Linked DNA regions of Drosophila melanogaster: all the other regions are linked to region 4. Evidence: chromatin contacts called from public Hi-C and targeted proximity ligation data. All regions are on one chromosome and are shown on one strand. The core of a region is the stretch at or near the end of the contact, and the rest is flanking DNA. Distances in the headings are between cores, read along the strand shown. Region 1 holds the start of Tl (Toll). Region 2 holds the start of His2Av (Histone H2A variant). Region 3 holds the start of lncRNA:CR46061 (long non-coding RNA:CR46061). Region 4 holds the start of plum (plum,). Region 5 holds the start of Ald1 (Aldolase 1). Region 6 holds the start of CG14252. Region 7 holds the start of CG6142.

What was found. Hi-C and Micro-C count contacts between places; a contact is called where the count stands out from the background.
Region 1: a Hi-C map of the Kc167 cell line shows a contact between it and region 4, with 2.3 times the contacts expected there. A contact is called at or near these places in 2 of 107 Hi-C or Micro-C datasets (the Kc167 cell line and eye imaginal disc) and 2 of 7 datasets of targeted methods (the Kc167 cell line and the S2 cell line).
Region 2: a contact with region 4 is called in a Hi-C map of the Kc167 cell line, with 4 times the contacts expected there. A contact is called at or near these places in 1 of 107 Hi-C or Micro-C datasets (the Kc167 cell line) and 2 of 7 datasets of targeted methods (both in the Kc167 cell line).
Region 3: a contact with region 4 is called in a targeted proximity ligation map of the Kc167 cell line, with 4 times the contacts expected there. A contact is called at or near these places in 3 of 107 Hi-C or Micro-C datasets (the D17-c3 cell line, the Kc167 cell line and embryo) and 2 of 7 datasets of targeted methods (both in the Kc167 cell line).
Region 5: a contact with region 4 is called in a Hi-C map of the Kc167 cell line, with 3 times the contacts expected there. A contact is called at or near these places in 11 of 107 Hi-C or Micro-C datasets (the Clone 8 cell line, the D17-c3 cell line, the Kc167 cell line and 4 more) and 2 of 7 datasets of targeted methods (both in the Kc167 cell line).
Region 6: a contact with region 4 is called in a Hi-C map of the Kc167 cell line, with 3 times the contacts expected there. A contact is called at or near these places in 1 of 107 Hi-C or Micro-C datasets (the Kc167 cell line) and 1 of 7 datasets of targeted methods (the Kc167 cell line).
Region 7: a contact with region 4 is called in a Hi-C map of the Kc167 cell line, with 4 times the contacts expected there.

The regions. Positions count from the first base shown.
Region 1 is chr3R:26,797,127-26,800,820 of dm6, reverse strand. Tl (Toll) reads right to left here and starts at 1,780. Exons shown (of 4, transcript NM_079794.3): 1 at 1,341-1,780.
Region 2 is chr3R:26,864,436-26,868,357 of dm6, reverse strand. It overlaps His2Av (Histone H2A variant), which reads right to left and starts at 1,429. Exons shown (of 5, transcript NM_001276068.1): 1 at 1,263-1,429; 2 at 872-949; 3 at 576-689; 4 at 1-2. The coding sequence starts at 1,265. ball (ballchen) reads left to right here and starts at 1,551. Exons shown (of 3, transcript NM_143251.1): 1 at 1,551-1,582; 2 at 1,703-2,067; 3 at 2,124-3,753. The coding sequence starts at 1,834. The coding sequence ends at 3,689. It overlaps IntS12 (Integrator 12), which reads right to left. Exons shown (of 1, transcript NM_143250.3): 1 at 3,799-3,922. The coding sequence ends at 3,902.
Region 3 is chr3R:26,233,567-26,237,260 of dm6, reverse strand. It overlaps lncRNA:CR46061 (long non-coding RNA:CR46061), which reads right to left and starts at 1,936. Exons shown (of 3, transcript NR_133456.1): 1 at 1,655-1,936; 2 at 1,452-1,605. CG12290 reads right to left here. Exons shown (of 1, transcript NM_001300611.1): 1 at 2,561-3,694.
Region 4 is chr3R:26,533,571-26,537,613 of dm6, reverse strand. It overlaps plum (plum,), which reads left to right and starts at 2,397. Exons shown (of 11, transcript NM_001260388.1): 1 at 2,397-2,890. scrib (scribble) reads right to left here and starts at 1,264. Exons shown (of 25, transcript NM_001260393.1): 1 at 1,217-1,264; 2 at 1-243.
Region 5 is chr3R:26,259,321-26,263,510 of dm6, reverse strand. Ald1 (Aldolase 1) reads left to right here and starts at 1,920. Exons shown (of 4, transcript NM_170262.2): 1 at 1,920-2,175. CG6154 reads right to left here and starts at 849. Exons shown (of 8, transcript NM_143214.2): 1 at 525-849. It also overlaps asRNA:CR44321.
Region 6 is chr3R:26,942,994-26,947,033 of dm6, reverse strand. It overlaps CG14252, which reads right to left and starts at 1,500. Exons shown (of 6, transcript NM_143256.2): 1 at 1,454-1,500; 2 at 1,070-1,268; 3 at 879-1,015; 4 at 764-817; 5 at 388-703; 6 at 1-333. The coding sequence starts at 1,454. It overlaps CG46339, which reads right to left. Exons shown (of 12, transcript NM_144487.3): 7 at 3,711-4,040; 8 at 3,525-3,648; 9 at 3,272-3,462; 10 at 3,040-3,207; 11 at 2,834-2,977; 12 at 1,725-2,766. The coding sequence ends at 2,511.
Region 7 is chr3R:26,130,873-26,134,651 of dm6, reverse strand. It overlaps CG6142, which reads right to left and starts at 1,498. Exons shown (of 4, transcript NM_143209.2): 1 at 1,390-1,498.

The DNA of each region.
Region 1 (3,694 bases), core at 531-3,030, 260 kb before region 4:
TCAGTTTGCCGCCATTGTTATAGCCGCTTTGAAAGCTTCTTTGCCTTTGATGTGGGCCAAAGAAGAAAAATCTTAACCTAAATCCAGAGTACAGTTATTCGGAAAACCCTCAGGCGAAAGAAGCTCAATGGCAGGATGTTAACTATCGGAAAAAAATACAATCAAAATTTATATATATTGTATAATTATTGTTAAAACAGCATTGTTCTTGAATTCAAGACCTGCTGCTTCTGAGCGATAATCGTTGAACTTTTGGGGTTGAATCTTGGGGTTTTCCGAATTTTTCATATAAATGTAGCTAGTGGTCAAGGGCTATCAACTAAGAAGAGATTTATGGTGTTGGAAAACCCAAGAAGAATCGAAATGAATTAAAAACAAAAGTCTAAGTTTATCATAAGGTCATACGATTTTTACCATAATTGGTACAAGCGAGAAGATTCTTGTCCCTTCCTTCTTCTCTTATTTTGTTTTGCTGTTTCTAATCAGCAACTTATTAGCTTTTAAAGCACAAGTGGGCATTTTCTGGTTTGTTAGAAGTACTTTTGAAACCTGCATTACCCAGGTATTTCCACCTTCAATACGAATAAAAGTCCCCGCAATGAAAACCTGTTGAACGAAGCTCTCTTTGGTAGTAAATAAACTTTTGTTGTGTCTGTTTGTTTTTTCGATTCCAAACTGGTTTTTGGCCAAAAATTCAAAGTGTTAATATGCTGGCTCGTGAGCTTTGGGCCAAATGCGTGTGGCTTTGTTTTCTTTTTTGTTTCGTTCATGGGTTGGCCAAAACGCAAAGCACACCCCAAGGCCGAAGAGCACTTGCTGCTGCACTGCAGCATTTTGCACATTTCCCTGGAAAGTGCCGAGAAAAACCACGGAAATTGTGGACAACAAGAGTGTGACACACACAAGCACTGGGGAAAATTGTGCAACGGTTACAACTGCTGAAACTGTTATTCATCGCCAATTTGCACAGGAAAAAATACGGTTTTACGCAGAGTACTAGTAGTAGTAGTAGTAGTAGTAGTAGTATTAATAGATCAATTTAAAGATGTTTACAAATATTTTACAGCTCATTTTATGTACTTTAAATTGATTTTATCTGACTGTGATCAAAACTGGAACAAAATGTCAACCAATTGCCCGATGAGCCATCAATTTGGTAAATTTTTTTCTGTGCAATTATAGGCGAATTGGACTGATCAGAGAGTGGGACAGAGATAGCTGAGCTTAGCGCGAGCCAAGCGAAGCTTAGCACAAAGCAAAATCGAATGGGAGATAACGAGACAGAGCGAGATGGCACGGTTCAAAGTGTAATAACTGAACAAGGAGACGTAAATACTTACCGTTTTAATACGTGTTTTATTAAATGTGAGGTTAGCTACTCCGCTGCGATCTCTTGTGCAAATATTAATATTTATTTGGCTTTTCTTAAGCTGCCACGAACAAACACGCACTGGCACTGTTGTTTAGCTTCTCTGTTCGCGCTTGTTCGCACTTTGAAGCCGCGATTTTTTGCGATTTTATTTTTGGTTAAATGCTTGCTACACTTTCACACATTTGCATTTAATTGCGCCTTGTGTTTCTTGTTTTTATGGATTTTGTGCTGCGTAGCGTTGCTCTTAACTTGGCTTATTCGGTTGCCAAATCGCTGGCCACAAAACGAGACAAACAAAAGCGGCCCACAACACACGAACGCGGGACTCTGGCTGGGAAAATCAAAAATCCAACTGCTACAAGCGCGACAAGCGTGCGTTCACGTCGGCGATTCGGAACAAACTGAACTCGACTCGAAAAGAAAGAAGAACTGAGAGATGAAGAGCTGGTAGTGCGCTTAGTGTGGAGGGAAAGACGAGAGAGTGGCTGAGTCGGCGGCAAGATACCCTTTGCTCAATATAGAAAACATTATTTACTTAAATTTGTAATCAGCCTATTAATATATTTTATTTTAAATTTTAATAATTTTGTCACAGTCTTTATATGTTTTATATCATTTTGTTTGCTTTTGGTTCCTTAAGCTCCAGTTTGTTAAGACATTTTAAATTATTATTATATTTTTTATATTCTACTTTTAATAACATCCTATCTTGCTACTTTTTTAACCTTAAATAACGTGTGAAGTTATTTCTATAAAGCTGTTTGGGTTTTATATATAATCAGCTTATTATAAATAAATATGAGTTGGATAAAAATGCTAGTCTCGAAATTTTTTTATATTTTTGACGTACTGATAAGAATTTTTAGAACAACAGTTCTTGTAGCAATAACACAATGTGATAATATGAGGAATCGAGCTTTCAGTTGATTTATGTTAGTTGACTAGGATTTTTATAAAAAATAAAATTCTTTCCCTAACTTCTGAGTGGCAAACGATATAATAAGTCGAGCAATTTCTTCTACCCCACAAATACCGTTCGAAGGTACAGATGCGTGGGAGAAAAAGAGAGAGACACACGAATTATCTTCGTGTCTGTGGTCGTTGCACTATAAACAAATCGCATGCGATAAAAGTCATGCGAGAGAGGAAAACAGTTGAAATACAGGTACTTCGTATAAGAGTATAAGAGAAAGTGGTAGAGCAAGAGAGCCTTCTACTGTTTTGTTTTCATTTTTGGGGGAAAAGCCGGCAGTTGTTGTTGGCCAGTAGTTCTCAGTTCTTGTTAGCCAAGTTTAACCGGTTAACTTCAAAGTCTAAGCATCTCAGGCAGCATACGTAATAACAGTGATTATGGATTTATTAGTTGATTAGTCTCTCTCTCTGAGTAAAATGTAAAATGTAATTGCCAGCACGTAGCAGACTGCTTGCTGTTGTTGTTGTGTGCCAATTAAAACCACACTTCCACAACATCTACCCTCTCGCTCTGCCGCTTGCGACTCAAATGAAGTGGAAGTGCGTTCTGCTAATGCGGAACAAGGATGGGACATAGCTCCCGGGGGAGCAGCGTGTGAAGTGCGACAGGGACGGGGAATGGGAAATGCAAATGGAAATCGTATCCCTCTGCAACTGTGTTTTCTGTAATTATGCACGGCGTATGGAAAATTAGGACATGCTTATGAATAATCTTTGAATTCATGTACAATTTTCATAGCAATCTTGTGTTGATTCCATTTCCCAATTGGTAATTATCTAAAGTCTTTGAAATTTAAATAAATTTGTTGAAATATTACAACAACAATTTTAATGTTTACTACTAGGCTTACACCACAATTTTCAAGGATTTAAGATGTTTTCTTTCCAAGCAAATAACTTTACGTCAAATCAAACAAAGCAACGCAAATCTGGATAAGCTTAATAGGCAACATAATGGCTACTTCTCCCCGCAAAGATGCATTAATATACACATTTGCCACACTGCCCGTGTTTTTCATTTCAAATACCTAGGATTTACTGTAAATTTCAAAGATATTACCGAAATATGCGCATGTAATTCTGACCGAAAGGAAATTCCAGTAATTTCCCATTCAATGTACCCACATGGGAAAACCCAGCGCACAGGACACACATCGGGAGATTTATTCCTCATTTGCCTTGTTTTATGTTAGCTGCAAAATTTCACTTTGAATTGTGCCGAAAATTTAATTTGATTTCATTTTCATCAGTGGAGAAGCACATAAATAGTGCAACAAATGAAATTTGTACGTGCCACAGATGCTGGAGGAACCAAAGGCAGGCCCACATGTGTTTCAGGTCCAGATTTGT
Region 2 (3,922 bases), core at 180-2,679, 330 kb before region 4:
ACCTAAAATGATTGGGAAAACCAAAGAAATTAATCAAAGATTTCAATTGAGGATAAGCAAAAGCTAAAGCAATTTATTTACTTGTATCGCTCATTACCAAAACAAACTTTGAAATCTTTTAAATAAAATTTCTTTAAATAAACATCACAACATTAAAAAAAAAAAACTCAACGGTAAACGTTATATTCGGAAAAAAGGCGGGAAAAGTGTAACTGCCTAATGGCGCAAAAACTCTATAAAACTGTATAATTCTTAGAAAATTAAAAGCGTTATACATTAAATCGAAACTACTGTTATTTAGATTTAAACAACTGATAATGTGCGCCTCGAGCATTTCATGAATTAGATGTACATTTTCATCATTCTCATTCCACACGAAATGTCAATAAGAAAGTGTGTTTTTGAATTGGAACGGGGAAATTCGAAATAACTGTACACAATAAGAAAAGTGGAGAGAATGCAACTGTGGAAAAAAAAATGTTTCCCTTGAATATTTCTGGTAAATGCTGTTTACATTGAAGCGAGAAAAAGTACCACGAGAGAAAAGCGGGAAAACTCGGCGGAAGCACACTTACCTCGGCGGTCAGGTATTCCAATATGGCAGCGGAGTACACGGCTGCAGTGGCTCCGACGCGTCCATGTGACGTAGTGCGGCTCTTGAGATGACGATGGATGCGACCCACGGGGAACTGTCCGGGACATAAGAGGCAGGTAACTGGTTAATTGGCTTGACCGGCTGGCTTGTTTATGTTTTTGTCAACCCCAACCAACCAACGAAGGCGGGCACCCTGTTAGTGTGGTGGAATATGCTCGTTGGCGAGGTGGGTACCGAAAAGGCGCCAAAAACCGAGGTACAGATTGTAAAACTCACCTGAAGACCCGCGCGCGCGGAACGCGATACCGCCTTCGCCTTGGCCTTGCCCGAATCCTTGCCTGCTTTACCGCCAGCCTGCGAATAGACACAGCACAATGCATTTCTTAAAATAACGAATTAAAGCGAATGTGGCACGAGTCGCAGAAGAAAACACAAAATGGAGGCACCGCTGCCAAAGTGAGGTTACGGCCGATTGCCCGCAGCAGCACAATAACAAATGCCCGCCGATTTCGCTGCTCCTTGTTGTTGCGGCCTACGTGGTGTCCACTTTGCGTGCACTTTGTTGTCCGCGTCTCCGCAATCCCCGCATCAATATTTAATTCGCGGGGGGCACGCGCAGTGGGAAAAGCGAGATGCGCTGCCGCTCAAAAATTCACCGCAATATTACCATTTCTGTTCAATCGATTTTTCTGCTGCCTGTAAACTGCGCCTGCTTACGAACGTGACTCTGGGCACTCGGTGATTCTAACTGCCGCGATGGGAATGCCTATTTTGTTGCAACACGAAACCGGAGCGTGCGAGTTGTTTCTACGGAATTCGGTTTCGACTACTTGAAATTTTTTCGGGGAAAAGACGCCGTCAGCGGACGCCAGGGGTGGAACGGAATATATCGATGTGTGGCCAATCGATATGCCCTCACCCCTAGATGGTAGCTTCCTTTTGTGGCCGCACATTGCCAAGTGGCGCCGTTTTGCAGAGCTGTCTATCGTAATATATCCTTGAAATCATAATCATCCTTTTTTATTTTTATGTTTCAATGACTCGGCAACAGCCCTGGAAATACGTCGTTTTTACAAGTAGTCCTACTGGGTTATATTTTTTTTTAAGCTGTCACTCACTTGACAACCCTGAAGGACGCTACTCCCCGCGCCGATTGGCAACCCTGATGGCCCGGCATTTCGAGCGGAATTTGCGAATATTATACTTGGCCGCTATTTAACGACGATCTTGCCCAGAGAATGCCGCGTGTAGCCAAGCCGAAAGCCGCCGCTCCGGCCAAGAAGGTGGTGTCGGCCAAGAAGGCCAAGAGCAAGCTGTACAAGATGCCGGAGAAGGTGAAGGAGGGCACAGTTTTCACCGATTTAGCCAAAGGCCAGTGGCGCATTGGACCCTCGATCGGAGTTGGAGGATTCGGTGAGATCTACGCGGCTTGCAAAGTGGGTGAGAAGAACTACGATGCTGTGGTCAAATGCGTGAGTGCCGCTCGTTTTTTTTTTGTGGAGATTTGCTATTATAATCGTATTTTTAGGAGCCACATGGCAATGGTCCTCTGTTCGTGGAGATGCACTTCTACCTGCGCAACGCCAAGCTGGAGGACATCAAACAGTTCATGCAGAAGCACGGTCTCAAGTCCCTGGGCATGCCCTACATACTGGCTAATGGTTCCGTGGAGGTCAATGGTGAAAAGCATCGATTTATAGTCATGCCGCGCTACGGCAGCGATTTGACCAAGTTTCTGGAACAGAACGGCAAGCGACTGCCCGAGGGCACTGTCTACCGACTGGCCATTCAGATGCTGGACGTCTATCAGTACATGCACAGCAACGGCTACGTTCATGCCGATCTTAAGGCAGCCAACATACTGCTGGGCCTGGAAAAAGGCGGCGCTGCGCAGGCGTACCTGGTGGATTTCGGCCTGGCCTCACACTTCGTCACCGGTGACTTCAAGCCGGACCCCAAGAAGATGCATAATGGCACCATAGAATACACATCAAGGGATGCTCATCTGGGCGTGCCAACCAGACGAGCTGATCTGGAGATACTCGGTTACAATCTCATCGAGTGGCTGGGCGCGGAGTTGCCGTGGGTCACGCAGAAACTACTGGCTGTACCCCCCAAAGTTCAAAAGGCCAAGGAAGCATTTATGGATAACATAGGCGAGAGTCTGAAGACGCTGTTTCCGAAGGGAGTGCCCCCGCCAATTGGGGATTTCATGAAGTATGTCTCAAAACTAACACACAACCAGGAGCCGGACTACGACAAGTGTCGCAGTTGGTTCTCAAGTGCGCTGAAGCAGCTGAAAATTCCAAACAACGGAGATCTCGACTTTAAGATGAAGCCACAGACCAGCAGCAACAATAATCTAAGTCCGCCCGGCACGAGCAAGGCAGCAACAGCCAGGAAAGCAAAAAAAATTGATTCGCCAGTCTTGAACTCATCACTGGACGAAAAAATCTCCGCCAGCGAAGATGATGAGGAGGAGGAGGAGAAGTCACATCGCAAGAAGACAGCCAAAAAGGTCACCCCATCAGCCCGAAACGCCAAGGTATCGCCCTTGAAGCGAGTCGCAGATAGTTCACCACCCAGCCAGAAGCGCGTTAAGACTGAGCCCAAGTCAACACCCAGGGAGAGAGCTACGCCCAAGGCCAGTCCCAAGCCAAGGAGCACGCCGAAGGCCAGCCCCAAGCCACAGACACCAACAGCAGCGCGGCTCCGTACTCCCAATGCCAAGATCAATTTCAGCCCGTCTATTTCGCTGCGTGGACGTCCCGGTGGCAAAACCGTGATCAACGATGACCTCACTCCACAGCCGCGTTCCAAGAAGACCTATGAGTTTAACTTCGAGCTCGACGTTAGCATGGATGCCAACGTAATTGTGAATGTCAAACGCAAAAAGAAAGCGGACCAGGATAAGGCGACGGCGGTTGATTCACGTACACCCTCATCCCGCAGCGCGTTGGCGTCCAGTTCGAAGGAGGAGGCCTCACCTGTGACCCGAGTTAACCTGCGCAAGGTAAACGGCCATGGCGACTCCTCCACGCCCGGCCGTAGTCCGCGGACACCAGCCGTCACTGTGCGGAAATACCAGGGATAGGAGCCTTTGTTTTCTGTATTTTTACATTTGTAACCTCATTAATAAAAACTTGAAATATTTTCTTACTTTTACCTACATTTACTGAATTCGATAGCACGTACATATCTTTAAAAATCATTTATTGAAAATGAATTATTGAATTATTATTATGAATGAACGTTCAGAATTTTATGCGGATTGTAACTTTATACTTAATTATTAGAGATGCTAAATTACTGCTTGGATCTGCGCTT
Region 3 (3,694 bases), core at 687-3,186, 300 kb after region 4:
CCTGACTTTGACTAAGTCTGCAGATTGAATTCGAGCAGTAGTTTCGTGAAAAACAAAGCACTCCACGCGGACAGACTGCAGCTGTTATAAATACATGGGACGCTTCGCGGAAAGCGCCGATCCCCAAAATATTGAACATAACATAAATCCATGGCCGTATCTCAGAATCAGACGCCCGTGTTGATTTTTCTGGTCGCTCAAGGGTGTGCAGCGGAGTCAATGCACTCGGATTATTCAAGTTCACATGCAAATTGGATAAATCCAAAACCGCTTAGATTTATGGCTATATTGATAGTTAATTCTTGGCGAGCACCTATGACAGATTGGGCCCGAACTTCCGTGAGGTTCATTGACACAGCGCTTAGATTATCTCAGCTCAGTCTTTAGTTTTCCGAGCTTTGACATCAGATGACGCACTGACGTGTCATATCGGCGGATCTGGGAAAAAAACCAATATGTCGCAGTCGCAAAGTTTATTTCCTCTTGCCTAATCGACAAATTTGCTTAAGATGACAGCAGCTTGTCCACCCACACGGCCTTCTTTGCTCCTCACCTGACTTTCGACAGTTTCTAGCGTTTAAATCCAATTTATTCGTTTCGTTGCTTGTGTAGAACGCTTGTGCTGAGAATAAAACAAGAAATATCGAAATTTGTGCCTCTGTGCCAAATGCCAAAATCTGTTCTAATGACATTTGGCATTCTTTCTACTTTTGTTTTGCTACTCAGCGGGTATACGAAAATGGTTTTTTAATGTTTCTTAAGTTTTATTTAATAATGCAGCTATTCAAATTAATATTTTTATGGCTTCACACCACGGAAGCAAGTTGACATTTTGGGTAATATCGCCATATCGCAACAAATTTGTTGATTTTATGAGTATGTCTATTTTTAGCACGCAAATAGAAAACAGTTTTTTAATTTATCCAATAATTTTGTAGAGCTCTGAATTTAATTACACGTATTGCCATTGAGCGTTGGAGTTGATGCGCTCGAGAGTTTCGATGGCTCTTCTACGCGCTTCTCATCAATCGGAGTCAAGGGCCCTTCTCGGCGCTACTCAATTATTTTAGTTAATCGGCTAGTTTATGTTTCTTTTATTTGGTGCTCGTGTAAACGTTTCAGGTTTCATGTTTCACGTTTCACGCCACAAAGACCGTGTACCTAATTAAAAAGAGCTAATATATATGCTAATTTAATCTACGATATTTCAGTCAATTTGTTCACACCGCCTGTCATGTTCGGAACTGGAAATTCTATTTTCGGACCACAATTGGCAAACAACAGAAGTCTTTTTACGCCGAGTGATGGGTAGAAATGTCAGAGGCCTCACCGAGGCATATTAAACGCACCATAGAGCGAGACGCGCAGTGAATCATAAAGTAAATAAATAAGTGCGACGCTCTCGTTGACCGATTTGTTGAGGGACAGCAACGCATCCGCTAGATACTCACTGGGTTGTCCGAGAGTCTGGTCGGCGTTTCAGATTCAGCTTTTGCTTCTGCAGCGCTTTTGATTGTGATTTTGTTTATGTGCCGCATTTTTCTGTTGAAAGACTAAACACACAGACGTTCCGTTGTCACCGCATTGCTGCAAAAATTAGCGTGCCTATATGGAATATCAGTCGTACTTATCACATTTCTTGACTTGGACTTACCCCGACCAGTGGGGTGAGTCAGTTGTTGAGGCAAGCCATGGCTCTTTGATATTTTGCCCGTTGTCCAATCATTAGTCACTGCAACGCCCAGGCGGCCCTCCTCTAATCCTCTAATACCCACCAATTCGCTTGACCAAGTGTTTGATCTCCGTGGTTGGGTTCTAAGTAGCAAACCCGTACTCGTACCAATCACCGACTCCCATATACAGAAGACATCGTGACACCTCCGCCGCTTTCCCCTTTTTCAAAAATGTGACAATCAAATCGGCTGTTTGAAGTCCGAGAACGGAATACTGAGAAAAATAATTCCAATTTATTTTACCAATGTTTGTTGATCTGAAATTGTACAATCTCGTATTTCGCTTATCTAAAAAAGCGATTGAAGGCGGGTTTAGCTTGGTATCCAAATAAAAATAACAATAATATTTCTCTACGTGTACAATTCGTTTAAATTTTGAAATGAAACACGCGTATGTCACAATCATACAAAATTGAAATAATAAAGAGTTTAATATATATCGTGCTGTTTCTTTTCGGTTTATGAATCAATTAATACGGGTATGGGTGGCGGGCAAACGAGTGCTGAAATACTGAATGAAATGCTGAACTCGTGCGCCCCTCCGTCTGGTTAAGTGTTTGTTCGTGTTCTAGAGCTCTTGTCGGCAAAGTTGAGAGCAGGTTGGATGGTTGGATCGATAAATTCACTCGAATCGCTGGGGTCTCTATTAATTAGTGCGAGCCCAGAACTTTTTGGACCAACCTCTGGAGCTGCAGATGTGGAGATCAGCGTGGGTATGTTAGAATCGCCTTCAATCCCCCAATTGAACTGCCCCCAGTGAAAAAGTCAAGATAATTAATTCTTTTAAGACACATAATCTTTTATTTGAATAGTTTCTTGCTCTTTTTGTGGTTTGGTATGGTTTGGTTGTGTTTTCGTTTTCGAATTTATTAGCAGCTTGGCTGGAATATACCGGATTTGACTTGCATCAACCACCAATAGTTGCTTTTCTTTTCGGATTAAAAGCTAATTTGTCACATTGAACTTGGTTTGGTTTTACATTTGCTTTTTGCGCTTACATCGAATGGTTTAGCGAATGACAGTTGAATAAATTTGAAAAAATATCACTATTTAGTAAAGTATGTATACACACATAAGCTTGTATATATTATAACTATTAATACATGTTTTAAGTTATTTTTAATGCATTTCGAAATTACATTCTTGGTTGCCCCCTTGCTCAACATCACAATAATTGGTTTTGAAATATTTCCTTTGTCCGACACACATGCATGAATATTTATAGATATTTCCTATGCACACACTCTTTATAAAATATAAACTTTAGAAATATAAATTCGAGGTTTTTTTGTGTTGTGTGAGTGTGTGTTGCTTTTGTTGCCTTTTTGTGCAGCCAAGGGAAATCAAAGCAGGAGAACTTAAGGTATAAAGCTTTCTGGCCTGCAGCATAGTAAAGCAAATGATACAAATGCCAGGGGCAATCGAACATTTTCCATGCATTATGCATGGGCCGTGCCGATGGCTCCGACCTTTGACCTATTGCCGCCATCCATCTCGCACTTCAAATTATAACTAATGAGGTATTTAGCTGCACGCAATGCCCGCGGTGTTCTAAAAAGCAAATTGACTTAATGGCCCAATAGCCGTTGGCTAACCAAAGGCTAACTAACTGCTGACTGACATTCTGGCCAACTGGAAAACCAACTGTGCACTGGCCAAAATGCATTTTCAATATGAAAATGCCGCCTGCAACAGACGCTCCAGTTGGGCAGGTGAAAAAGCACTGCTCGGCACTAGGTGCTCGGTGTAAGACTACTCGGCTCTACAACTTAAACTCTAGAATACACATATGCTTTGCACATTGACTTAATTAACTTATGAATCGAATGTATGCGTCTCTTCTTGTTTAGCCAGAATGTTTTTGGAGTTAAAGCTTTGCGGCGTGGATGTCTAATAAATATTTACAATTGTTTCAATAAATAATAAACTAGTTGGGGAAGTTCGAATAAGCTGTGCTGTCT
Region 4 (4,043 bases), core at 1,148-3,647:
CGGCCGCGTCGGCTGTGACTGCTTCTTTTTGGACGTCGTCTTGCCGGCTTTTCGATTGTTTGAGGGGGGAAAAGGAGGGGGTGTTCTATTGTAACGTTAGCTCGTTTCGATCGTAGGATGTCTCTGCAGCACTTGGCTAGCTGGCGGACATCGACAGTGCCGGTGTAGCAGACCGATAGTTGGACACTTTCTTTCGCTATCTCGGGCTCTTATTTATCGCACACGTTTCGCCCACATTTTTCACTGTAATTAAATTTTACATTTTATTTATATTTATTTATTTGATTGCTTCTCGCATTGCGATTACGTTAGGCGTTGCGCTACGTGAAACGGCAAGGGAAAAACGTAAGATAGACTTTTTTCTTTTTTGTGTTTGCCTGGCCTTGCCATTTTGTTGTTGCGGCTCACTGGAGTTTGTTTGAAAGAGAGAGGACGAGCGAGAGAGCGCCAAAAGAGAGCCGCTTACACACAAACGCACAAACACGCGCCTGTGTGGGTAATAAGCGAAATAATGAATAATAATCAATTCTAATTGGCACTTGGTTGGAATGCCATAAAACGCATTGCATCACGTAGTTAGTTAAAAGAAACAAGAAACGCAACGCAACGCATCGCATTTGTTGCTTCCTCTCCACAGCGAAGCTGCGTGGAATGGTGGAATAGTGAAAAACTTCAGCGGAAAATTAACATTAATGCGACACACCCAAACGGACACACGCACACAGGGAAAGCCCGAAAGCCGGGAATCCAAATAGCTATTTCGTTACGTTACGTTTCTCTCGTTTTTGTGCCACTGTGCAGCGGCGTATGTTTTGGAATTTACACACACACGCACACGCAGGACAAGCGCACACACACGGACGAACGCACACATATACGCGCAGGCTGCGCAACAACAAAATGCTAGTCTAAGGCGGCGAGGAATCAGCGAAAAAGTGAAAGAGAAGGCGCTAGCTGGCGTTCTCCCTGCGTTTTTCGCACGCTTTGACGCGTTATTTGCACGAGTATTTACTGTAGTTACAGGGGCCACACAGAACAACGAAAATCGCAGCGAGCAGCACGTCTAAATTACGAACACGTACACGCACGCACACACACACACTCGCACGCACTCATGCAGTTAAAAAACAGGCGGTTTTTTCGCTTCCACACTCAAAAGCGGTCGAAAATCACGAGCGTTGGGTGAAAATCAACCGTTGTTTTCATCCGCGTTTACAATTTTTTCTCGTCGTCCGCCCGCGCGCAACAACAACTCTTTGCAGTATGACGCTCTGGAAAAACCAAGAAAAAGGTGACACTCCTCTTCCATCAACGAAGTATCTTCGCATACGTTCACACTTTGGAGAAATTTTGTGAATCGCCGTCTGGTCACACTACTAGCAACTGCGCAACTCACCTTTAGTAAAGACAACAACCATTCGTTTTATTTGCCATCTCTATTTCCGATTTTTAATCGGCGCCTTCCTATTTGAGATGAAGTTTAAGTTAATATTTTAAATTAAGATTAAAAGATAATGAATATTTTCATTAATTACGTTAAAAAAGGAAAATAACTTGAATACTGTAAAGTACTTGGTGTTCGGTAAGTAATTATAATATAATATAACACAAGATAATAATATAATATGTAATATTTTTCTAGTGCAAAATAAAAGTTACGTTTGTCTGTAATAAATTTAAATCTTAGTACTAGATTCAACAAACTGCATTTTTTTTGTGTCTCTTTTTTGCTTTACTCGCATTCCGTTTTGTTTGTTTTTCGCTGCTCGAAAAGCTTACGCTGCCGACTGCGACGTCGACATTGAAATTTTGGCGTCGCAAACAAAAACAAAAGTTGCCGGCTCTCTTCAAAGCTCAAATTGAGCAAGATAAAAGAGTGTACAAATTCTCTTAAGTTGCTGCTCTCTTACAACCGCTTAATGTTAAGCAATGTTAACCGATTTAAACCCAAAGGTTTTGTTCTTTGTATCTTGATGTTAAAAAGAGCTGAAATTGTTTAACATTTTTTTTTGTCATAGGAATGTGTATTTGATATTCCTTCATGTCTATTTGGTGTTTAAGAAGATATTGAGCATTATTTTTAGTGCTAAGTTTAAGTGAAGCCTAAATGATTAAAGCTGTGGAGTTCGATTTTTGCAATGCAAGACAACATCGTAAAGAAGAAGTAGAAGCTGGTAGTTTTTATCTTTTACGTTTTAAAACAGATGCGAATTTTCCATCTGATCGCAATCGTATTACATTCAAATCGGCGCCTTTCCCGAATCGGTTAACATAGCGCCGAGGAGAAAGAGAAATTGGGGGAGTATCACTATCGCTTTCTCGTTCTTTCGCCGAACGGGCTGCTTGTCGCCGCCGTTCCATTCATAAGCATAAGTTAAGCAGTGCGCCAAAGCTCGGCGAACAGTTTGGACGTGTTTGCTGCGTCGCTCTGTGTAATTGCGGGCGGATTTCTCTAGTAAATTTTTGCCGGCGCTTGTAAATTCGCGATATTTTCGACGACGCTGCGTGCTTGTGTGTGTTTCAAACAACAAACAAAAGTTAAACAAGCTGGGCAACAACAGTAATTGCAGCTATGTGTGCGTCTGTGTTTGCGTGTGTTTGAGTGCGTGAGTGCGAGCGAAACACAAACGTAAAGCGGAAATGCAAAAAAGACAACAAAGGTAGCAGAAAAGTAAAAAGTAAAAAGTAAAAGAGAGGAGCCGGTGCAGCCAGAAAGAGCAAGACAGCACGAGTGGGGGCTAATGAAAACGAAATGTGATTCATTGGCTTTATCAATTGTGCAAAATTCCGGCATTGTTTAGTCCTGGGCGACAAATAAATTATGACATAATACAACAAAGGGCGAAATAACAAGAAACTGGAGACGCAGCAAAGCACAAAAAAGCGTAAAGTGCGTGTATGTGTGCGAGTGGGAGTGCGTGTACGTTTGTGTGTGTGCGTGTGGGTGGCATCAGTATTTGAAAATTGAGAAATTCCAAACAAACAAAGCGGCAAAAAGGATATACGAATGTATGTAGCAAAGGAAAAACTCCAAGTACAGTAGTTGCTGCTGCTTCTTGTTCACGCAAAAGGCAAAAACGCAAAAAAGCAAAAAAACCCAAAGGCAAAATACCCGAAAAAGCAAAGGCAAAGCAGCAAGAGCGTAGCAAAAACAAAAAACAAGGAGCAAAACGGCGGCATCTCAAAAGCTTAGTAAGCTGCGCTGCTGCTGCCGCCGCTGCTGTTGCTTCTTCTTCACTGTTTTCTTCTCCTTATTTTTTATTTTTGCAAACAAAAAAGTATATGATGCCCAAACAAGAAGCGCAAGAAGAAGCAGCAGTCGGGAGAGGAACGAGCATAATAGAAGGTAGAAATTTCGAGGAAATCGAAATTTGCGTCGTTGCTGAAATTCGTTTGTTTCCTCATCTTCCTCCCCTTCGTCCTCTTCATCCGCTCTTTCGCTCTCTGTTTTCCTGAGCGCCGGATTTTGCGGCTCTTTGTGTGTGTGTGTCGTGTATCTGTGTGTTTTTGTGCAAAAATTCGCGTACAATTTGTTTTATATAACAACAACTACCCCAATGTGATTTCCTTTGCTCAGCCGGCTTTTTGCTCATCTTCCAGTTTTGGGTTTTATCTTAAACCAAAACCGAATATTATACAATATATTTCGAAAAAGATGTAAACGAGACAAAGTTTTATATCGCAGGGCTGTAAACAAATGAACGCCACAATGCACAGAAGAAATAAGCTAGTATTTCCAATATTTTTTCAACCAGAAGCATTTTTTATTTTATTCGTTTAATTTGCTTGCTTGGTTAATAAAACAAACGAATTTTTAATAAAATTCAATTAGAAATCTAAATGCTATTACAAATTTAAACGCAATCCAATTACTTTCTGTGTATTCAAAACAAAAAACCGTAGCTCAAATTCGCACAAGCGTTTTTTTTCATTTTTCTTTTGATTTATCGAATTGTTTTTTTTCAATTGTCGTACGGATAAAAGTTTGTCTGCGATGTGCGTTACTTTTTGCAAAGCCTTTCATAGTTCGAACAGCAAAGGCA
Region 5 (4,190 bases), core at 671-3,170, 270 kb after region 4:
TATATGTGTGGGTGGAGGCGTGGGGGAGTGTTTTGTGTCGCCTTCCGCATATTAATGAGCCAAGTGCCACAAAGCCAAGCTAAACGCGCTCTCATCAATTGCTCAATATTATGACTCTGGCTGGCAGAAATCTGCATACGAAACCCATATTGGTATGTATGCTGAATACTCAGCAAGCCCCGGGAAAACTATTTTGCATTCTTTGTTGCACACATTCTTTTGGTTTTCGTGAACTCTTATAAGAAGAAAAATGGAATTTAAGAAAAAACTATTTCAAATGTCCTTTAACAAAAAGACTAGATAAATAGAAATATAGTATAACCTAACTATAGTTGATCAAAAACTTTTCTAGCTATTTTGCCCTAATCTTTAATCTTGCCATTTATTGTAAAGCAAAAAAAAGGGTTCCATCAATATTAGTTTTAGAAATGAACATTTTTCTGTAGTTTTTTGAAAGATACTTTATAATCTGATCTACATCAACTTTTAATGAGTATACCAAATCGAACCAAATCGTTTCTTACCAAAACTGGGAAAACAATTTATCATTCTTCTGAACCACAAATTCACTCCTCTTTTTCGTATCTCCTCTTTAATTTAATATGAGTTAAAACACAGCTGGTGCTTGAATTTCAGACTCTTATGCACTCCACTTTCGGTTCACATAACTAGAATAATCAGAAATTATTTCGCTTTGGCTGCACCACAGTACGTAGCGTATACGCCGCGGTGTACGCGGGTGTGCGAAGGAGACGCGCAGCGCAAGTGGAACGCAACACGTGTTGGGCGACAGGTGCCGAGCGTTTGGCACACAACTCGACCGACCGACGCACGAATTCGAACTGAAAACTGAACCAGAATCCCCAAACGAAAATGGGAAGCGAGTGAGGCAGGCACGAGAACCGAAACAGGACGAAGGACGAAGCCACGAGGCACAAAGAGAGCGAGGACAATGAAGAGCACTGTGGCTAAGGTTCCTTCATTAGGTAAGCATATTATTTCATATATATCTAGCAACTGTATCACTTTAACTAAAGAAACCTAAGCATAGATAGTCTATGAAATATCTAAAATCCTTTAAATGTTATAACCCGTTCCACAGTCATTCTTTTCATTCAGAAAACTGTGCCAAAGTCATATTAGGACATTTTAAAGAGCGAAACGATTTTCTCTTTCGCTCGAACAGATTGTATGGCAGAATAGGGGGATATTTTCTCAAAGTTTGCGCTCTCAATCAGCTGTTTCCAGTGCCAGGGGGTTGAGTCCTTTAACATTGCAGGAGGTCAGGCATGGCGTGAAAGTCGCTTATCCTAGCTGCTGCTTCTGGCACCCCTCGTTTTTGTTGCGCTGCCGCTGGAGCGCCTGATGCTGATGGTCACGAAAAATTCATTGACCGCCCCAAGTAAAGCAGGTCGCTCGTAATTAAGGTTAAAATACACCAAATTAATTATTCTACCCTCTTTTCAATGCATAAGTAGAATAGGAAATGTTGTTGACAGGTTAAAAGATACAAATACTTGCAAAGATAACACTTCATTTTTAATGCTTTTTTATAGTTTTGGGCAAGAAAGCTTGGCAAGACATATAGTTCACTTGATGAGGATGATTTGGGATGACTATATCCAGCAAGACGCGACATTAAGTTTGTGGCACTTTATTGTTTTTAACATTTCAATACTATTTCAATATATATCGTATAGTGTTTGAGATCTTAAGATAAATTATTTATTATGTTAATACGCTTTGAGCACATTTCATTTAAATTTTTACCGCCCAAACGAAAGCTAAAGCTTCTCAAAGCTGTCTAATAAGTTTTACAGCTTATCTGTTAGGTTCCATCCCCCACTAAAAGCTCCCAGAATGAGCTTTATTTTGGATACCTTTCGTTTGGGGATCTGGGAATTTAAAGCGCTTGGCTCAGTCGGTTGCCCAACACCGTCGGCGACGACCTCCAAACAACCTTTTGGGGTCTCGCTCGGCATGTCTCGCTTATTTCGCTTTGGAATTTCACGTTGACGCCGCAGTCAGCGGTAGCAGAGGCATCGGCAGCGGCAGTAGCAGCGACACGGGCCGAAAATAAAAGCGTTAACCGCTCTCCTCCAGTGCAGCAGCAGCAGCGGACCCAGCCAGTAGCCAGCAGCTAATCACCACATCCCAGATTCAGTTTCCAGTTCGGTGAGTGGGCGTCATACGCAGTGAACAGAACCCCTGAGCCCCTTAAAAAAAATTCAGATATTTTTCCCCCCATTGGCGGCAGTGCAGTTGAAAAGTCGCGTAATCGTTCCCATTTCTCTGGGTGTTTCGTAATCCAAATCTACAGAGCAGCAGCGAATCTGTAGGCGTGTTAGTGTTAGTGAGTGCGTATTCGAATATAGTTTAATTATTCTCTAATCTTACCATTTCCGCGTGCTCGCCACTTTTATGACAAGTTCTAGAACCTCGAGGCTCTCGAGTGTTGTTGACCTATGCACCGCGGTTGAAGGAGTGGGGGGGCTACGCGAACTGCAGGCGATAAGAAGCCTTATCGGGTGACTTTTGGCTCACTTTCGTGAGTAGTAGTTTTCTCTACCGGCTCAACCGGCTCTCTTACTTTTCATCCGCTCTTTCATTCGAGTTCATTTGCTTGTTGGCAGGCTTTCAACTGCAATTTGTAGTCGCCGCTGCGGTTTTTCTTTATAAATAGTTGGCGCAAATGTTAAATGTATGTACTATACATCGCGATATACATATGTATACTTTCCCATCGCTCTCTCGCTTAGACTTCAATTAGCCAACGTCATCGTAAATTCATCAGATTGTTGACGTCTTCTCATGATAGACGCAATATGCTTTTGTCTATTGCATTTTATACCTACCATTTAATTGAGATTTCAGTGAATGAAGGAGAGCAAACATTTTACCGATAGTTTGTAGAGAGTACATGAGAAAAGAGGGGCAGAAGTTTAAGGGTTGTTTTGAAACCTACAGAAAACAAGTTTTGGTACTCCAAAGGACTTCCTTTCAAGATCAACCTGATTAGGATTTTTAAGAAGAGTTTTGAACATTTAAAACAACCAATTTATGTTCCTTTGATCGTTTATATCAAGCTTTGGGAAATTTTATAATGAATATAATGGAATTATAGGTATACATTCTCATTGTAAAGTATAAGCTAATCGATGAAATAAGACTAGATAAGGTACATTGGCTTATCTAGTAAACAGTTACCACAACAAAGTTTTTGGGGTCACATAATAAGGGCATAGATAGAAGTATGGGAGTGCTCGAAGTTTCCTATTTTCAGACAAGTATACAATTATTACCACCCATGTTTACGGCTAATCAGTTGACGTCAGTTCGTAGTAGTAGTAGTAGTATTATCTCAACTGTTGGATGTTCTTTTGACCCACTGTCTGCGTTCAAGGAGGCCGGACCTAAAATCTCGTTATGATAATGCAAAACCTTTGGAACTAAAACGCAACTGGGGGCTCGTTTTTTCGTCGTTTTCGATTCAAAATTTTCACTGATAGCAAGCTCACGAATACATATAGACGGACATGTGGCGGTTTATTTTTATAAACGGTCTCTTGATAGGAACGTAAATTTATTTTGATTGTTTTTTGTTGTCATGCGTTGGCTGCTCTTCGTTCCTCTTTCTTTTTTGTCATCGTATATATTTCGCCTAGTTTTCGAAACATTTCAGTCTTCGATTGATTGCCGGCAAGTGTAGGTGGGTGTTGTCTGCTGAGTGAATCCGCAACATCTATAGATAATTCTATAGATAAGGGTGTACATACATATCTAGTGTCGTTCTGTGAAGTGTGTTTAGATAACTGTTTAGAAATTAATAGATGAAAAAATGATTTGTATTCTAGAGATATATTAATATATTCTTAAACTGTGCAGTATTTTTAATATATGCATATATCAAGCTTTTATAATATCTATCTGTTCTTAGGAACCACAAGCTATTCACGCGTGTACAAAGTGTTAAATATATGGCGTGGGAAATGTGGGGTCGATGTGGTAAACAATATTTCGCGATAAGTTGCGGAGGTCTAATCTCTTAACCTGACATTTATGCCATTCCCAGTCCTTGGCTCACTGTCAATGTCAAACAAGTATAAAATGGGTTTTTAGTCATCGCAGATGACTTCGTATCTGTATCTACATATTGCTGGACACTAGCTATCTCTATCGCACTTCACACG
Region 6 (4,040 bases), core at 251-2,750, 410 kb before region 4:
GTCGATTCATCTTGGTCCAACACTTCAATAGACACCTTGCAGTGGCTAGGTTCAGTATCAGACCAAAAACAGTCTTCACTGCACGCGGGAGAGCTCGGCTGAGTTTTATTGTCAAACTGATTGACAACGGAATCGCTAGAGCTCGGTGGATGGCTGATAGGATCGGGATCCGGTTTCGGCTCCAATTCTTTGAACCAGGACGCATCGTCTTCGTAGCTGCTACTGTGCTCGGAAAATACATCCAGCTTGGTGAAATCAATAGGAGTCTGGATCTTTAAAATCTTCGAATAATGAATCCACTCGGACTTATCTCCCACCGAATCTCGCTGTGCTCTGCAATTATTGGTAATGTATTATAACAGCATAATAAGCTTATAAAGTTCTTACCTAAACGTGCGCATAAGTGATTCAATTTTGGATTTGATATCGCCCGGTAATATGCCAACACCACGCAGCTGCAGTTCATTATGCATATCCTTGTAGACATCCATTTTTTTCCTATCACTCTGTATGTGACTGGCGAACTTTTCCCACACATCAACGAATATGCATTCCTCCGCCGGCTGCCAAACTCTTCGCGCCTTTACTCTGACATTGCTGGTTTTGCCGAATCTTTTCCTAACTCTTTTGGCGTTGGGCATTTCCTCATCGTCAAAATAGTTCACAGCACTTTCATCCACGAAGACGGTTTTGAATGGTGTCTCTATAAAGAAATGAAAACCGCTTAGAATGTATACAATTTAAACTTTTATGAATTTCGAACCATATTTGATACGTTGTGCGGGATTGTTCATATAAACAGAAGAGCGCGTTTTATCTGAAATTTCGAAGTCTTTGATTAGATACATTTTCCTTGTTGGAATTCAATGGACTCTTACGAGGCGTCTTTGATGGCTGCGTATAGTCCTTCCATTCCGAATCCTTCCCCTCGTTGGCAGATGCTCTCACCACCAAAGCCATCGCATCGAAGTGCCTCCAGGTGATAGCTTGGTCTTCCTGGTCGGAGTGTAACAAACTGAAATCCCAGAGATTATCAAACCGATTCTTCATCTGAAAGTTGTGTACTGACTTGAAATACTTCCGCTTCAGGGATTCCATTTTCGACTTTATGCCTTGAACATTGATCTCTACGCCAACATCTCGAAAATAGGGCTCCAGTTCCGCATAGGTTTCTGTCAGTTTCTTGCCAGGCTCAAACAGATGCAAGTTGTGGATCCAGATGTCGATGAATCTGTCCTCTTCGGAAGCGTCCCATTTCCTTCTGCTCACTAGATGAAATTGCATAAAGTTTGAGTTTGAACTAGGGATTTCAAAACAAAGCCTAGTATCTCGGGTGTCAGGAAAACACCAAAGTATTCGACTGATTGATACCACAAAAGTCAAAGATGAGGTCTGCTATTTATTAGGTAACCTAATTTGTCTTATTTTGTTGCTAATTTCGTTATATACTTACTTTTTCAAATATACAAGCTGTGTTAATATTTGTTTACAAAAATTTAGTTGATAGTAAGACCGTTTTATGAAACCCAGAAAATTCTTGAAAACCAATGTTTAGGGTTGCCATCAAGTGCAATTTATTCATATATTTATAAAGTGTGACCATTCTGTTGAAAATACTGAATTTCAGGGCCGCATAAGCAGTTGATTTAATTTCTTCTTAACCGCCAAATTCAAAACTCCCAAAATAAATCAAAGTTTATAAGCAGTAATTAAAGAAGAGTTTTGAATAAAATTACGTAAATACATAGTTTATTTAAGTGTTTAGTGTAAGCTTTAAAACTTATTTACATGGTTGTGCAGCAGCAATACAAGTATTTTTGTGTTGGGCTTTACAAAATACATAATAGTTACACGCGTACATGAATAAATATATTACTTGTGTGTTGTGTGTTGTGTACTACTCTTGCTTTAGCAAACAATTTAAACCATGTACTAAGGACACTCAGTTTCATTATCTTCCCATGCTCAGTTTCCTTCCAGGACCATTAAGTCCCTTGATTGGATCGACTACAAAATAGATTTTTGGTTCACTTAGTGCTAGATTGATTCACTTAGGATCTAAAGGTGTGCGAACAACACAAAGTACTTGACAATCATAAGTATAGATATAGATATAGATAATACAGGTTTTAAACTTTAGATATTTCGTGGCAGATATTGTGTTGTGGACTTAAACTGTTGCCTGAAGTGATGAATGGGAGTTATTCGAACTATGCATTTTCCGATTGCTTTCTATTTTTTAGTAGGAACGTTGCAGAGCAATGCCGCAAAGCAAAAGAAGCGAGACTTACAAATAAATAAATATACAATTGCAAAAAGTAAATCGTTTACCTAAATTATGCTGGCTAACTTACACGTTTATATCACTTTTCGCAAATAATTCGTTTGATTAAATTAATTTGAGGCCTTTGCACGAATACAAATAATGGTAATAGTTACAATAACTAAATCGCATTTTTTGGTTGAAATCAATTTGAGTTCTCCCCCATTTCCAACTTCCATGTGTTCTCCTAAAAGATATTGATCTGGAACTCGCTGACGATCCCCTCAAGGAAGTTCTTCAGGCTGTGGTACGAGTGGCTGCGCCAATAGATGTTGTTGTTCACCTGCTCCAGCGCCAACTCGATGGCCGATTCCACGGCATGGAGTCCCAGTTTGCGGCAGGTAGCGGCCAAGTCCAGAAGCTGGTGCTTATGGTAGTCCTTGTTCATGTAGATGGTCAGCGATTTGATCATCTCGGACAGCGTGGAGAAGCCATCGCCATAGCTATGGTGCAATTGAACATAACTAAATTAATATATACATTCAACCTATCACACAAAGTATCACTTACTATTCGACAATCTCCTTTATGTTGCCCTGCAGAAAATCAAAGGCTATCTCATGACCAATGGCATTGGAGGCCACAGCACGGAAGGCCAAGGCGCCATCCTGTTTTAGTATGCCCGATGTTGGATTGATGGTCATGTTGAGGTACCTACAAAGTTGTTGCACATCAGTCTTTGGTCTTTGATGGATCAAACTGTTGTAGTTACTCACTTGGACAGCAGCCAGGGTTTGGTGGTGCAGCCCAGTGAGGTCAGTATCTCCTCCTTCTCGGAAGCACTCGTGGTTGTCTTGTACTGTTTGTAGGCGAAATACCATTCCGGTGACGAGCCCTCCGCCAAGGAGGTGCAGTAGATCACAGACTTGAGGTTTGGCTTAATGCTGTTGATTTATGATTGCATCGTTTTTAATAAGTTTTTGTATTGTATTTCAGTTACAAGCTTACGGATTGTTTTTGGGATCACGCATCCACTCGCGGAACTTCATCTGCGCCTTTTGGGTGCAGCGATCGTAGTTGAACTTGCAGGCAAAGTAGGCCACCAAGGCGCGGTGCTTCAGTTGCAAGTGGGACTCATTGTCCGGCTCATGCAGGCCATAATGATCAAAGGCGGGACGTACGATGAATTTCATGAAGGCCTGGTTAAACAAAATATATTATAAAACACTCTAAAATTTACTAGTTTTACTGGATTCCCTACCCTGAAAGTCTCATAGGCAGGCTCCCTCTTCAGGTTGTAGATCAGATAGTTGAGACCAGGTTTGGCGGCAATCCACAGCAGCTCATCATCCACAGCATCGAACAGCTCCATGAGGAAGGTCAATCTAAAGGCAAACGTATTTTTATGTTAATAATTTCATTTACTTGTCTTACTTCTCAAACTTACGGTATGTCGTAGGTAAGGTATTCCGCTTGCGACAGATGCAGTGCATCATCCAGCAACTGGGCCCTTGTGATCCTGGGCAATGTGCTAAAGTTCTTCTTGAGCGCCAGCCAAGAGGTCATATCGTAGTTGACACGATAGTAACCCTGCCGGTTGAGATTCAGATAGATCACGTTATCGCTGTTGCTGCTATGCGCGAAGACATTGCCCACGATGAGCTCCTCTTCGTCCTCGCTTCTCATCCAGTGGGTGGGTATGTTGTCGCCCTTGCGCAACTCATCCGTCTCGAAGGTGATGGGTATAAACCAGGTGCTCTGATCCGCAGTGTTCTTG
Region 7 (3,779 bases), core at 249-2,748, 400 kb after region 4:
TCCCATGCGAGTGTCTGCGACCTTGAGAACGATTTCACTTTTTTCCTTTTCATGTTCTGAGCCCTATTCACAACCCGATGCACTCCGATTCATCCTGAACGTGTTTTGAGCTCAAGTTCAACAGGTTTTGGGGTTACAAGAAAACCAAAATCAAAAGTGCCAATAAAAATAATGACTTGGCAAAAGGAGCGAAATTCAGTTAATGCTAGCCAACCGGTTCGTGGTCAAAACAAAACTAAAATGAAGAAGAAACCAAATCAAGGCAAACATTGCAAATAAAATCAAAATAAATCGATCGCGAAGACGCAGCAAATATTTAAGCGTTGACCCATAAACCGCACACGGATGTTCATAAAAAAAAAACAATATTGCTCAAAAAATCCTCAAAAAAGGTCGAAATTAAATTACTTTAAGTTGTGGGCGCCAAATGTTTTTTTATGCAAATTATCTCAATTTGGGAATTTTCGAAGCGCCAACAAAAATTGCACAAATGTTAATAAATCATTTCAATTAACCTCAATAAAGCCGGCAAGTAGTTGAATGAGACGATACAGTAGCCAAGTTGAAAACTGGTTCATCGATTGCTTAAAATAAACCACAATAATGAGATTCCACGACTCTGTCTTTGTTCAGTTAAGTTCTATTTCTTGGCCATGGCCTTGTAGTCGGATTCACTCGATCGGTTACGACGATTACAGAACTACTTAAAGCCGGTTTCACTTTGGACACGCCTTCCGAAGGGCGATGTATTCATTAAGGTTCTGGCTATCAAAATCACTCCAATCAATGTGGGTCATTAAGCCGAACTTAATTGGCTGAGACGAACGGGCTAAAGATCTTGATAACTATAACATGAAATTTGTTAAATCTGATTCGAAAAATAATTATGTTTATGAGTAATTAAGTTGACCATTAGGAAGTATTAACAAATTGCGGTTAGGTTGCTCAAAAATTATCTCAAAACGAAATCATCCAGCTAATTAAGTTGATATTGTAATACAAGAAATTTTATAAATTAACTTTTTAAGTTCAGAAAGTGAGAGTAATATATAGAAAATATACGTATATTTATATATATCTTTCGGTAACTAATACTATTGATTCCAAATACCGAGGGTGAACAATATTTTCCATTTAAGCCTGCAACACAGATACATTTCATTAGCCAAAAACCGCAGAACTGCATTTTTTGTCGGTCTAGCAACTTGACAAGTTCTCACAAGAAAAAACCACTTGCTAAATGCTTATAAAGTTTACGTCAGTAGACCAGATTGAAACACACACACACGCACGTTGCAGCACCGATTGTCACAAATTCTCTTATGAAATTCTAAACACGTTTGCCAATGCAAAATCCATGCAAATCGATTGGCTATAGAATGCACTTACGAAATGCTCTGTATAAAAATGGGCCACTAAAATTCACAGATACTCCGGATCGATTCACCTATTCACTTGACGAATGCGCATGCGCGCCCGCTGATGTCCGGCGCTTAAATGAAACGTTGCTGCCCGGCCTGCAGCGTTGAAGCCTATGCGAGATCAAAAAGTAAAAAAGTAAAAAAAAAAAGTTTCAAAAACTGAGTTAACAACACGGGTAGCTGCCGGGCTAGTCGGTCAACGCGCTACGTTCGAGCGATCACGAAAGAAAGATACAAGATACATTTGAGCGCCGATCCACGATGGACCATTTATTTTCAAGTTCATCGGGTGAACTTGCAAATTTTTTTGTCCGATTTACGAGCTATTTTTGGGGAATTTGCTGCATGTTGATTAGCGCCACGCTGATCGAAAGATCGTAAGCCTAATCATGCTGGACAAGTCGATGATCAGCGATTTGTCGCCGACTTATTAGCGCAGAGGTGCGAACGCTCAAGTAGGTGAATTAAAGTGCTTCCGCTGTTTACGGTTTGCGATCTTTGAATTAATATTGGAACCACAATAATGGAACGAGTCATTGGACTGCCCCTGGTGAAGTTCAATGTCAAGATTTGAATCGCAGAGACGCTTTTCCGGCTACGCTAGCAACCTTACCAGATCGTCTTGGTTACATGGGTCTGCTGATCATTAAGATGGCATTCAGGGGATTACAAATGCTTGACCCAGACTCATTTGCATACGAACAACAGCCAAATCGTTTCTTTAATGGGCAACTGAACACATTTTTTTGGCTTTAGCTCGCCCGATTTCGCAGTTACTTTCACAATACATTTTTTATCTAATTTTTGGCGATTTTGGTGAATCGTAAAATCAGTGACCTTGAGTACAATACATATGTTTCTTTTTATAGCTACAATCTGAGCATATGGACATGAATGCATTTTGCATTGCTTTATTCGATATTTGCCCAGCTTTTATGCATATTCATTTGGCATGACTCGGCGGCAAGTGTAAAATAGCCTGGCTCGTTCATTTCTATGGAGTTCAAACACGTACTCCACCAAGTGCTCAACTACTCAAATGGTGACCTGATAATTGATTATGGATCAGGAAACAATACGTCTTGCTAATTAAATTTTAACTGCCAAACAAAGGGTATACATGGATAATTGCAAATCTGGAATTTCCAAAAAGTAATTGCTCAGGGCAGAAAGTGAGACTGCACTTTTTGAGATTTTTGTATGAGATTAAAAAAAAAAAAATTAAACAAACTATCTGCTTATGTGTTGCACATCTCTCAAAAGAACCTTCTCATAATTAGCACAGAATATATGAAATGTTTGCTAACGAATTCACATTTTACATACTTGATTTGCAAATTAGCAAACTCAAATAGTTTCCAATGCCAACGCATAGTGTAAAAATTGGCTCAAGCAAACAAGTAACACAAGTGCATTATTCCCAGCAGTTGTGGTGCCAGTGCTAAAGTTATTTATAGGCCAGCTACTTCAATGGACTCACTACTTATATTATAAATTTTAATCACTTGGACAAACACTCCCCAAACGCACTTCATGAACGACCTTGTCAAGGCAACAAGCATACAAATCTGAGTTGATACAAAAAATGCTGGCGATTTAACGCTCCGCAGCCAAAGACAACAAACGGTGGCTGCTCAGACGGATATCAAATAATACAAATTACCAAATACGAATCCGAATCACGGCATCAAAATAAACCAAATCAACAGTTTCTGCACCGCTTGCCGGGTGGGCAATAAAAACTCTTCAGTGTCAAGTGGGCCGGGTCGCCCAGCACTTGGGCCCCATAAATCACGTGTCTCAAACAGATGAAGTCGTGACCGGAGTGCGTAAAAAACCCAATAAAACAATATAATGCCTGTAAACTAACAATAATAATAGCCCCGCTGATGGAGCACCCGCAATGCCATAAACGCATCACGATGATTGACCAACGTCACCGGCGCTTTGGAAAAATTATGATTTTGCATCTGAGGGCTGAAATTGAGCCGAGTGCTTTGAGTGTCAAGAGTGCGGTTAAAAATAAAATTTAAGAGCCGAGTTGAGACTTGGTCGACGTGCAGACAAGGGTGTACCACCATCGTCATCAAAATCCAAGCCACAAATGACACTCAAAAGGTCTTAGCCAGGCTAAAGAGGGCCGACTTAATTGAATGATCTTGAAACAATTGCTGAATAATTTTATGTCTATTGAGTGGATATGCATTATAACCAACAATTGATAGGGAGTTCCGAAAATGTGTAATCTAGATTTTGTTTTACCTAAGTGCTTCTACATCATTTTATGTCATATTAAACCTTGTCATTTTAAAATGTTTGAATAAACTTTTTAAATATTTCCCACCACTTATTCAGCGT